2 separate regions of the Pan troglodytes genome follow, and region 1 is linked to region 2. Evidence: chromatin contacts called from public Hi-C data. All regions are on one chromosome and are shown on one strand. The core of a region is the stretch at or near the end of the contact, and the rest is flanking DNA. Distances in the headings are between cores, read along the strand shown. Region 1 overlaps DDAH1 (dimethylarginine dimethylaminohydrolase 1). Region 2 holds the start of DDAH1 (dimethylarginine dimethylaminohydrolase 1).

Evidence for each region. A called contact is a pair of places that touch in the nucleus more often than the background predicts.
Region 1: a contact with region 2 is called in a Hi-C map of stem cell-derived neural progenitor cells, with 2.2 times the contacts expected there. The contact joins the enhancer-like site here to the promoter of DDAH1 in region 2. A contact is called at or near these places in 1 of 7 Hi-C or Micro-C datasets (stem cell-derived neural progenitor cells) and 1 of 1 datasets of contacts at active chromatin or transcription factors (stem cell-derived excitatory neurons).

The regions. Positions count from the first base shown.
Region 1 is chr1:145,657,901-145,662,023 of NHGRI_mPanTro3-v2.0_pri, reverse strand. The region is part of intron 1 of DDAH1 (dimethylarginine dimethylaminohydrolase 1); the gene reads right to left. Among named protein-coding and RNA genes, the nearest start is that of BCL10, 140 kb to the left of the region's middle. Within about 2 kb of position 1,358, at least 5 of the 24 cell types and tissues checked have an H3K27ac peak or open chromatin away from gene starts, as enhancers often do. A contact at or near this core is called in stem cell-derived excitatory neurons and stem cell-derived neural progenitor cells, where this site is marked.
Region 2 is chr1:145,490,465-145,494,582 of NHGRI_mPanTro3-v2.0_pri, reverse strand. It overlaps DDAH1 (dimethylarginine dimethylaminohydrolase 1), which reads right to left and starts at 1,461. Exons shown (of 6, transcript XM_054667664.1): 1 at 1,085-1,461. The coding sequence starts at 1,102. CCN1 (cellular communication network factor 1) reads left to right here and starts at 3,869. Exons shown (of 5, transcript NM_001098553.1): 1 at 3,869-4,118. The coding sequence starts at 4,093.

The DNA.
Region 1 (4,123 bases), core at 109-2,608, 170 kb before region 2:
CCAACATGAAGAAACCCCATCTCTACTAAAAATACAAAATTAGCTGGGCATGGTGGCACATGCCTGTAATCCCAGCTATTCAGGAGGCTGAGGCAGGAGAATCACTTGAACCTGGGAGGTGGAGGTTGTCGTGAGCCGAGATGGCACCATTGCACTCCAGCCTGCAATAAGAGCGAAGCTCTGCCTCAAAAAAAAAAAAAAAATGGAAATGAGGTTAACATTGAATATTCTGGGGTTCAGGTACTGAGTATAATTGAGTTTAAAACACATAATTTGAATAAATTTTTAAAGATGACTTTGTAGTAGTTGGCTTGACCTAGTCCTAAGAATATTTTGATTCTCAATTTTACTTAAGTTTGTATCATAAATAATTATTTGCTTCCCTGCTAGAATGCCAAAGTATACAACCCAATGAGAAATATCCCCCTGCTTCTGGTGGAATATGAACCTATAAGAAGCAGACATTCTGATGACAGGTGTGGGAAAGAGGGAGGGAGACAGTATAAAAGGGTAGAGTCAACCATCAAAGAAGTCGTAGGCTGTTGTAGATAGCACTGTTCATCCATGGAGCTGAGATGATGTCTTGAGACCCAACTCTACCCAAGCATATTCTTCATAGGTCCACTGACTGAGTGTCTTGGCAGGGATCCTGACCAGCCATCTTAGTCTAGCCCACAAGTTATCACAGCATCACAAAAAACACTGCAGTGCATATGAAAACATTTAACCACTGTCATCCATGAAACAGACCAATAACAGTTGACAGTGAGGCAGGAGTCTAAGAAATAGCAATAAATTGTTATGAATTGCCTGGAATTAATAAATTAAACATTTGGAACAATTGCAGTAAGTAGCTTAGAGTAATATTTAAAAAACAAACGACAAGTGTTAAGGTCAAGTAGGTCAAACAGAAGAATTCACATAACTAGAGAAACAATTAGAAAGGTAACAGGCCTGCCTTAATTAGGATGCTCATTTGCTTGACAAAGTAAATTTTGACCCTGATGAGGGGACTGATGCTGTGTTCACTACCATGCTGTGCTGTCCTTCTGTCTTCTACACCAAATTGCATGAGCTCATCTGGGGGCAGGGACTGTCTTTCATTTCTAGACTCCCTAGCTCTTAGCAAAATGGCTGTCCTGTATACATCTGTCTAGATATAGATCAGGACAACAGACAATTAATTCTATTGGGTCCTAAATATAAAGACTATGAAAGAGACATCTGCAGTTCCTGATAGCTGCCATGATGGCAACTGCTGAGCCATTTGAAGGTAAACGCTGTGTTTCACTGTGATTCTGAGGCTCCCCATGGGGACTGCTGCTGCTGCAGATTCCTTAGAAGTATTCTGATTATGCTGGCTTCTGCTCTGAAAGGGAGGAATCTTGAGAAACCAGAGAAAGGTCAGCCGACACCTCAGCCTCAGCACTGTGGAGGTCAATCAATAGCTGGAAGAGGGTATAGAAAGGAATAAAAGCAGAACCTCCAATCTACCAAGGCCTGCAGGAATTTTCTCCACTGATATCATTAGAACTTCCGTCTAAATTATCCCACTGATATAGAATGTACTTGTGGAATTTAAGAGAGGCATTGGACTGATTTTTAAAATTCCTACATGTACCAAATTCCAGGCATAGTGCCAATGGTAGAGAAAAGAATATTTCTTTAAAAAATTAACTTAAAACATGTGAAAGGTTTTGTTTTAAGGCCGGCAATAGTCTCTTGTTTACTATAAACTGTCTTTATAATTCAACTCCATGTGACTACAGGAATTTCTTGAGTCGGAGTCTACTACGTCATGCTAGAGGCTCTAACGCTATTTGTTAAGTGACACAAATGAACACAGAAATAATCAGTCTACTGTTAGAACACACTGAATTTCATCTTTCAGGGTCTTCTAACAATTGTTCATCTGCCTCTTCCAGCTAGTCCCTCATGGCAAACCACAATGACCCCTTCACTCAACACAAGACGATCTTCCTGTGACTGAAGTCTCTTGGTCATTACTGGCTCTAAGCCTTTGCTCGGTTATTTCTTTCACTGAGAACATCTTCCCCTCTTCTTTACTACCAATCGGTGTAGTATGGCACAAAACTTCCCCTTTATTTCCCCCTAATCCCACCTCTTTTTGGCTTCATCATGTTGAAGGCATCTGTTGAGAGGACATTTGTACCCCTCATCCTTGGAAAAGCATCAAGGTAGTTCCCTAGAGAATGATGAGAACTGGTCTAAAGAACGGTGCAAATGGCATGTATAAAATATTTTGAGGGCCAGGCATGGTGGCTTGCACCTGTAATCCCAGCACTTACAGAGGCCAAGACAGGCACATTGCTTGAGCCCAGGAGTTCGAGACCAGCCTGAGTAACATGGCAAGACCTTGTCTCTACAGAAAACTAAAAAATTAGCTGGGCATGGTGGCACACACCTTTAGACCCATCTACTTGGGAGACTGAGGTGGGAGGATTGATTGAGCCTAGCAGGTCAAGGTATCAGTGAGCTGTGATGGTGCCACTGTACTCCAGCCTGGGTGACAGAGCAAGACCCTCTCTCAAAAAATAAATTTTTCTGAGGAAGGATTACTTTGTTAATATATTCTAGAAATATATAGCCAGAGAAAAACGTAAAATAAATCCATTACCGTGAATACCTACACACCAGGCTGCTACATGACTATTACCATTATCAAGTTCTCACTACTTTTGATGGAGTCAAGGAAATTTAGTGCACTTTAAACAACTGAACTGCATCTATGATAAGTGGAAAGTAAAGGAAATTTACTTAAAGTTTTACCATTTAAGGACACTGGATCCCAGTCCTATGAACCTGTGCCTTAGCACATATTTTTTGCAGCTGCTGATACACTGAAGAGCCAAAGCTAAGCTTTGAAAGTTTGGATTCCTGTGTGTTGTGATAATCAGCTGGGGTTTGGAAATGCCTTCAAAAATCTAATGCTCTGGCCCTTTAACAAGGCTTCTGAAAAAACAATTTAACATCTGGAATCAAGTATTTTGTGGAAGTCCAAGACCAACAGGGCAAAGAACATTTCTTTCAGTAACAGTTAAAATGTGGCACTTCCTTCTCCTTCATCAAATAAATGGGTTTATTTGACAAAGATCCTGAGGTAGTTTATAATAAGTAAAATATGGCATAGAAGCAAGGTATAGAAAACAGGATACTCCAGATATTTATCACTGAAAGTCTTTCCTAAATGTGCTGCTTTATTCTTCCAGCATCATTTTCTTTTCCAAAATTCAAATCCGAAAAACAATCGAAGTCAAGCCTTCTTCATTTAACCTTTCTAAGAGACTGCAGAGTGAGGATGAGTAAAGAAATTATAGAGTTCATCTTTCATCTTTTCCAACATACTTCAGAAGAAGACAAAAATAGTAACTGAATGTATGAATTTCTTAAGTCTTTGGGTAGCTACAGTAACTCATATCAAATGCAAAAACAGAAGTGGTTATATCTATTGAATGTTGACTAATTCTCTACAGATTTTAGATATTGTTTAAAACAACATATGAAAATGTGTTTCCTACTAAAATAATAACAGATGACATTTATTGTATGCTTAACATGTATCAGGTCAGGCACTGTACATTTAACTTTCAAAATAATTGTTATCCTTTTCTTCTTGTGATGAGTAATTAATACAGTGGTATGGTAGAACTGGCATAGAGAGAGACAAATAGAACAATAAAATAGAAGGATTAGAACCCAGAAACAGATCCACACATATATAGGGCTATAGCTCACAACAAAGAGAGCATTGTAGATCAGCAGGAAAAGGACAGACCATTCAATAATGGTGCCAGGAGAGTTAGTTCTCCATATACGGTGTGGGTAACAAGAAAAAGAAGGAAATTGGATCCCATCCTCACACAATATATAAGAATACATTCCAAATGGAAGTAAGGTCTTAAACATGAAAGGCAAAATGCTAAAGCTTTTAGAAGACAATATAAGGAAAGGATCTGACCACGTTAAAATTAAGAGCTCTGGTTCATCATCAAAAAGTACCACAGAGTAAAAAGGCAAGCCACAAACTTGGAGACAATCTTTGCAACACACACAATCAACAAAGGATGTTTCCAGAACATATAAAGAATTCCTCTGAAAAAGA
Region 2 (4,118 bases), core at 212-2,711:
GGCTGCCAGGCCCGGTCGCAGGACAGCCGCCGCCGCCGCCGCCGCCGCCGCCGCCACCGCCACCGCCACCGCCCCCCGAAGCTAGATGACGGAGTCTTGAAAGACTTTCACCAAATATGGGCCGGGGCTGGAAACGTCCTGCGCCGCGCGCCGCCGGAAACCTCGAGTCTTGGCAACCGCGGTGACTGTGGGCGCGCGGGCGGGGTGGCCGGCAGGGGGCGGCGGTAGCAGCCGGGCAGGCGCGTCCGGATGCCGCGCGTCCGGATGCCTCGCGTCCCGCACCCTCCCGCGGTGCGGACCCTCTCCGCTCCCTCCGCAGGGGTCCCGGAGCCGACCGCCCTCTCCGCGCGTCGGCCACCCAGTTCCTGCCGCAGCCACCAGGATCCTGGCTTCCTGGGGCTCTCCTGGCTGTCAAGCCAAGGGGATGGGGGCGGGGAAATGGTAGAGGAGAGAAATGGGATGGTACGGGGGCGCCACCTTAAAGCCGGTCTTTTGCAGACACCATTAAGTTCTGTTCATTAAGGTGGCTTTGAAGAGTGGAGTTGTGAGATTGGGTGTGCAGGCGAGGATCTATGAAGACACACATACACACCCCTAATACAGGCACTCCGGTCGTCCAGGGCAGTGGTTCTCAGGGTGTGATCTCCGGACCAGCAGCATCACCATCACCTGGGGACTTGTTAGAAATGTAACTAATCAGAAACTCTGGGGTGGGAACCCAGAGAACCATTCATTAACTAGCCCTCCAGGCGACTCGGATGCACGCTAGTCTGAGAGCCTTCCTAGGGCTAGGAAACTGGAGTCGCCAGATTTACCGTTATTATTCTCGGTTGCCGCCAGACAGTGAGCCCTTCATTAGGTAACCTAAAATTCCCTGGCAGCAGCGGTTGAGAGACGTCCCCATCTCTCAGCCCGAAGCCAGGAGCTGCAGAAGACAAGTAGCCCCTTCTCCGTGGATTGCAATCCAAGGCAGCCCAAGGAAACAAGGCAGTCCGTTATTTCCTCCTGGGGCACCCGTATGGGGAGGGTGAAGGAGAAACTAGCAAAAGAGCCATACAGAATTAGCACCCGAAGCAACACTTACCCGTAAACATTTGCACATTTCGCCTCCTGTCCGTCAACTTGGACTGATCTGCGGCTCCCAGCGGAGGCGGCGAGAAGGCGACCGGAGGCTGGGGTTTCTGGACGGTTTTTGGGCAGGACTTGAGGAGCCGCTGTTTCTCTTGCCTAATGTCGTCGATTACTAGCAGGCGCAACAGCACATGGTATATGGAGAGGCTGTGCACATAGGTTACTCTAGTGTCTCCCGCTCCCACACCTCCTGGCCCTGTTGCTCCAGCTTCCCACCCCCATCCCACAACACACCCCCTGCTTTAAATGGGCAGCTGACGGTAAGGTTCTCTAAATTTCTCCTCTGGGGCAAACTCATCCTCAAGATTCCCCAGTTGAAGTCCAGAAACAAACCCACACACCCTTGTTAAAAAAACTTTAATGTGATTTTAAAGGAATCTCTGGAATGGCGTGTGTTTGAACGCAGTGCGGCAGACTGGATCTCTGCCGTCCCCCATCCCCAACCTCCAATTAAGGTATATACGGCCAGTTGGATGATCCACTGTGCTTTTATTTTAAATCATGATGGACAGATTGCGTGAAAAACAAGGAATTCCAAAGAATTTCCTGCTCTGGGAAGAGAAGTTAAATCTATATTTAACAACATTTGAAGCTGTCAAGAATGCTTTGTGGTTGGATAACAGAGGCAGAAAAATGTTAAAAACGCAGGCTACTGCTATACCCAAATATGGAAATATTGTTACGTCTGGTGTCTGATTCACCATCTGGAAATACTTACAACCATGAAGTCAAATAGAAAAGACGCCACAACAGAAGCCAGGAACCCTCCTCTCCATTCTCTCTCTACCATTTCCCTCTGTTCAACCAGTACTGTCCCTACACCCCTCCTCCCCCCTCCCACCCCCCAGTCACTTCATTAAGAAGGAAACAATAATGAAATGATAAGGCAGGAAAAACAGTGTTTTGTAAATAATAATTGATGTATTAACCTGTGTACGTGTTGGGCCCACACTTTCCTCACTGTATTTGCATAACACCTGACAATCCATTGTCTTGAAAAGTCTCCCACCCCTAACCCTCCAACAGAGCTTTAGAGATCCCACTCCCTCTAGCAAATGCTGCTTCCATTTATGAAAGGGCACTTTGGAATGAATGAAACTGAACTCCTTCCTGCAAGAGTTCTCTTCACTGGAGTGTGTTTTCATCCTGACAGATTCTCATTGTGCTTACCAGGAAAGTCAGCATTAGCACTAAGGGCCTTTTCAAGCAAGACTGCTAAATTATGAAGTCTGAACAGCCTTAAACATTAAAAAGGATAAGTAGTTATCCTAGAGCATATGAGTCTCACATGATAATTTTTATTAAAATTATGCAAAAAGTTTTTGAAACTTGCAGGGAAAGTTTATCAATCACACTAATGGTATTGGTGATGTTCAAGTAAATTGTCTTGTGGTGGAGTCTTCTACTGAGTGTGTTGCAGGTAGAACAAGATCTTAAAATCTGCTGACATTTTTACTGCAAAATATTACATCCTAAATCTCTTTGCTGTACTTGGAGAGAAGGGCATTGCAATTCATTTAAAATGGGAGGCTTCCAGTGGTCCCTAGGAAAGGAGTTAAAAACCCCACAAAACGTCCAGCTTGAAGGAGTCTGCTTTTCCCAGAGATTCATAGGGCACAATGGTCCTGGAATCTGGTTTGACCTTGCGGTCTTTGCAGGTGATGATTTCAGGCCACTCCACGGTGGTCCCCTGCACTTCTGGCTGGCTGCTTGGTTAGCATAGCCTCCTGCCCGCGGAGGGAGGCGGGAAGGGCTTACCCCGTCTCCTGCATCCGTGAGGAAGTATAAGTCAGCCTGCCGGAGAACTCCCCGCGTTCGTTTCCTCTCGGACTTCCAACCCAGGCAGTGGGCTGGAACTAAAGTGGGAACCTCCAACAACAAACAAGTACAACATACCCAAAAGAGGGAAGGGCTGGAGGAGTGGGGGAGACCTCTGCCTGGGAATTTGCCAGACGATGGGGAAGTTTCCCCCCGCCCCCCCCCCCGCCTTTTCATTCATAAATGCCACTGTGGGTATTAATTTGCAATTCACTGAACTTTGCTAATAAACATCATGCCAAAACTTTGGGACTTGTTCCGAACACGCCTCTTTGAAGTCCACAAATATTCCTGGCTCAGAGACACACTCCTCTTCCCCGTTCTACTCTTTCAACAGATAACTTGCCTCTCACCTTCGCTGTAAACAAGCAAACAGCTCACTGCCTTCCCGGGTGAGGGCTTCAGTGGCTGCCCGGTCAACTCGCATCACCAAACAAAACGACTTTTGTTCCTCCCTCTCAGGTCCTCCCACCCACCCAGTCCAGGCAAAGTTCTGAACTGGCCCCCCTCGCCCCTCACGACCCTCCAACTACCATCACCACCATCACGCCCCAAAGAACCCTTCCCAACATAAGTCGTAATTTAAGGTGGAAAAAACGAACTGTTTTCTTGACGGGTCTGGGACACACACACACACACACACACACACACACACACACACACACCGAACTGTTTTCTTGACGGGTCTGGGAGACAGACACACACACACAGACACACACAGACACACACACACACAGAGACACACACACACACACACAAAGGTGCAATGGAGCCAGGGGAGGCGCTTGGCAGCAGCCCGCGCCAACCAGCATTCCTGAGATGTTTGAGAATTCTGGAACGCGCAGACAGAGCCGACGTCACTGCAACACGCGGCGCCTCCGCCGGCCCGTATAAAAGGCGGGCTCCGGGGCGCCTGGGCAGACCGCGAGCGAGAGCGCCCCCGAGCAGCGCCCGCGCCCTCCGCGCCTTCTCCGCCGGGACCTCGAGCGAAAGACGCCCGCCCGCCGCCCAGCCCTCGCCTCCCTGCCCACCGGGCCCACCGCGCCGCCACCCCGACCCCGCTGCGCACGGCCTGTCCGCTGCACACCAGCTTGTTGGCGTCTTCGTCGCCGCGCTCGCCCCGGGCTACTCCTGCGCGCCACAATGAGCTCCCGCATCGCCAGGGCGCT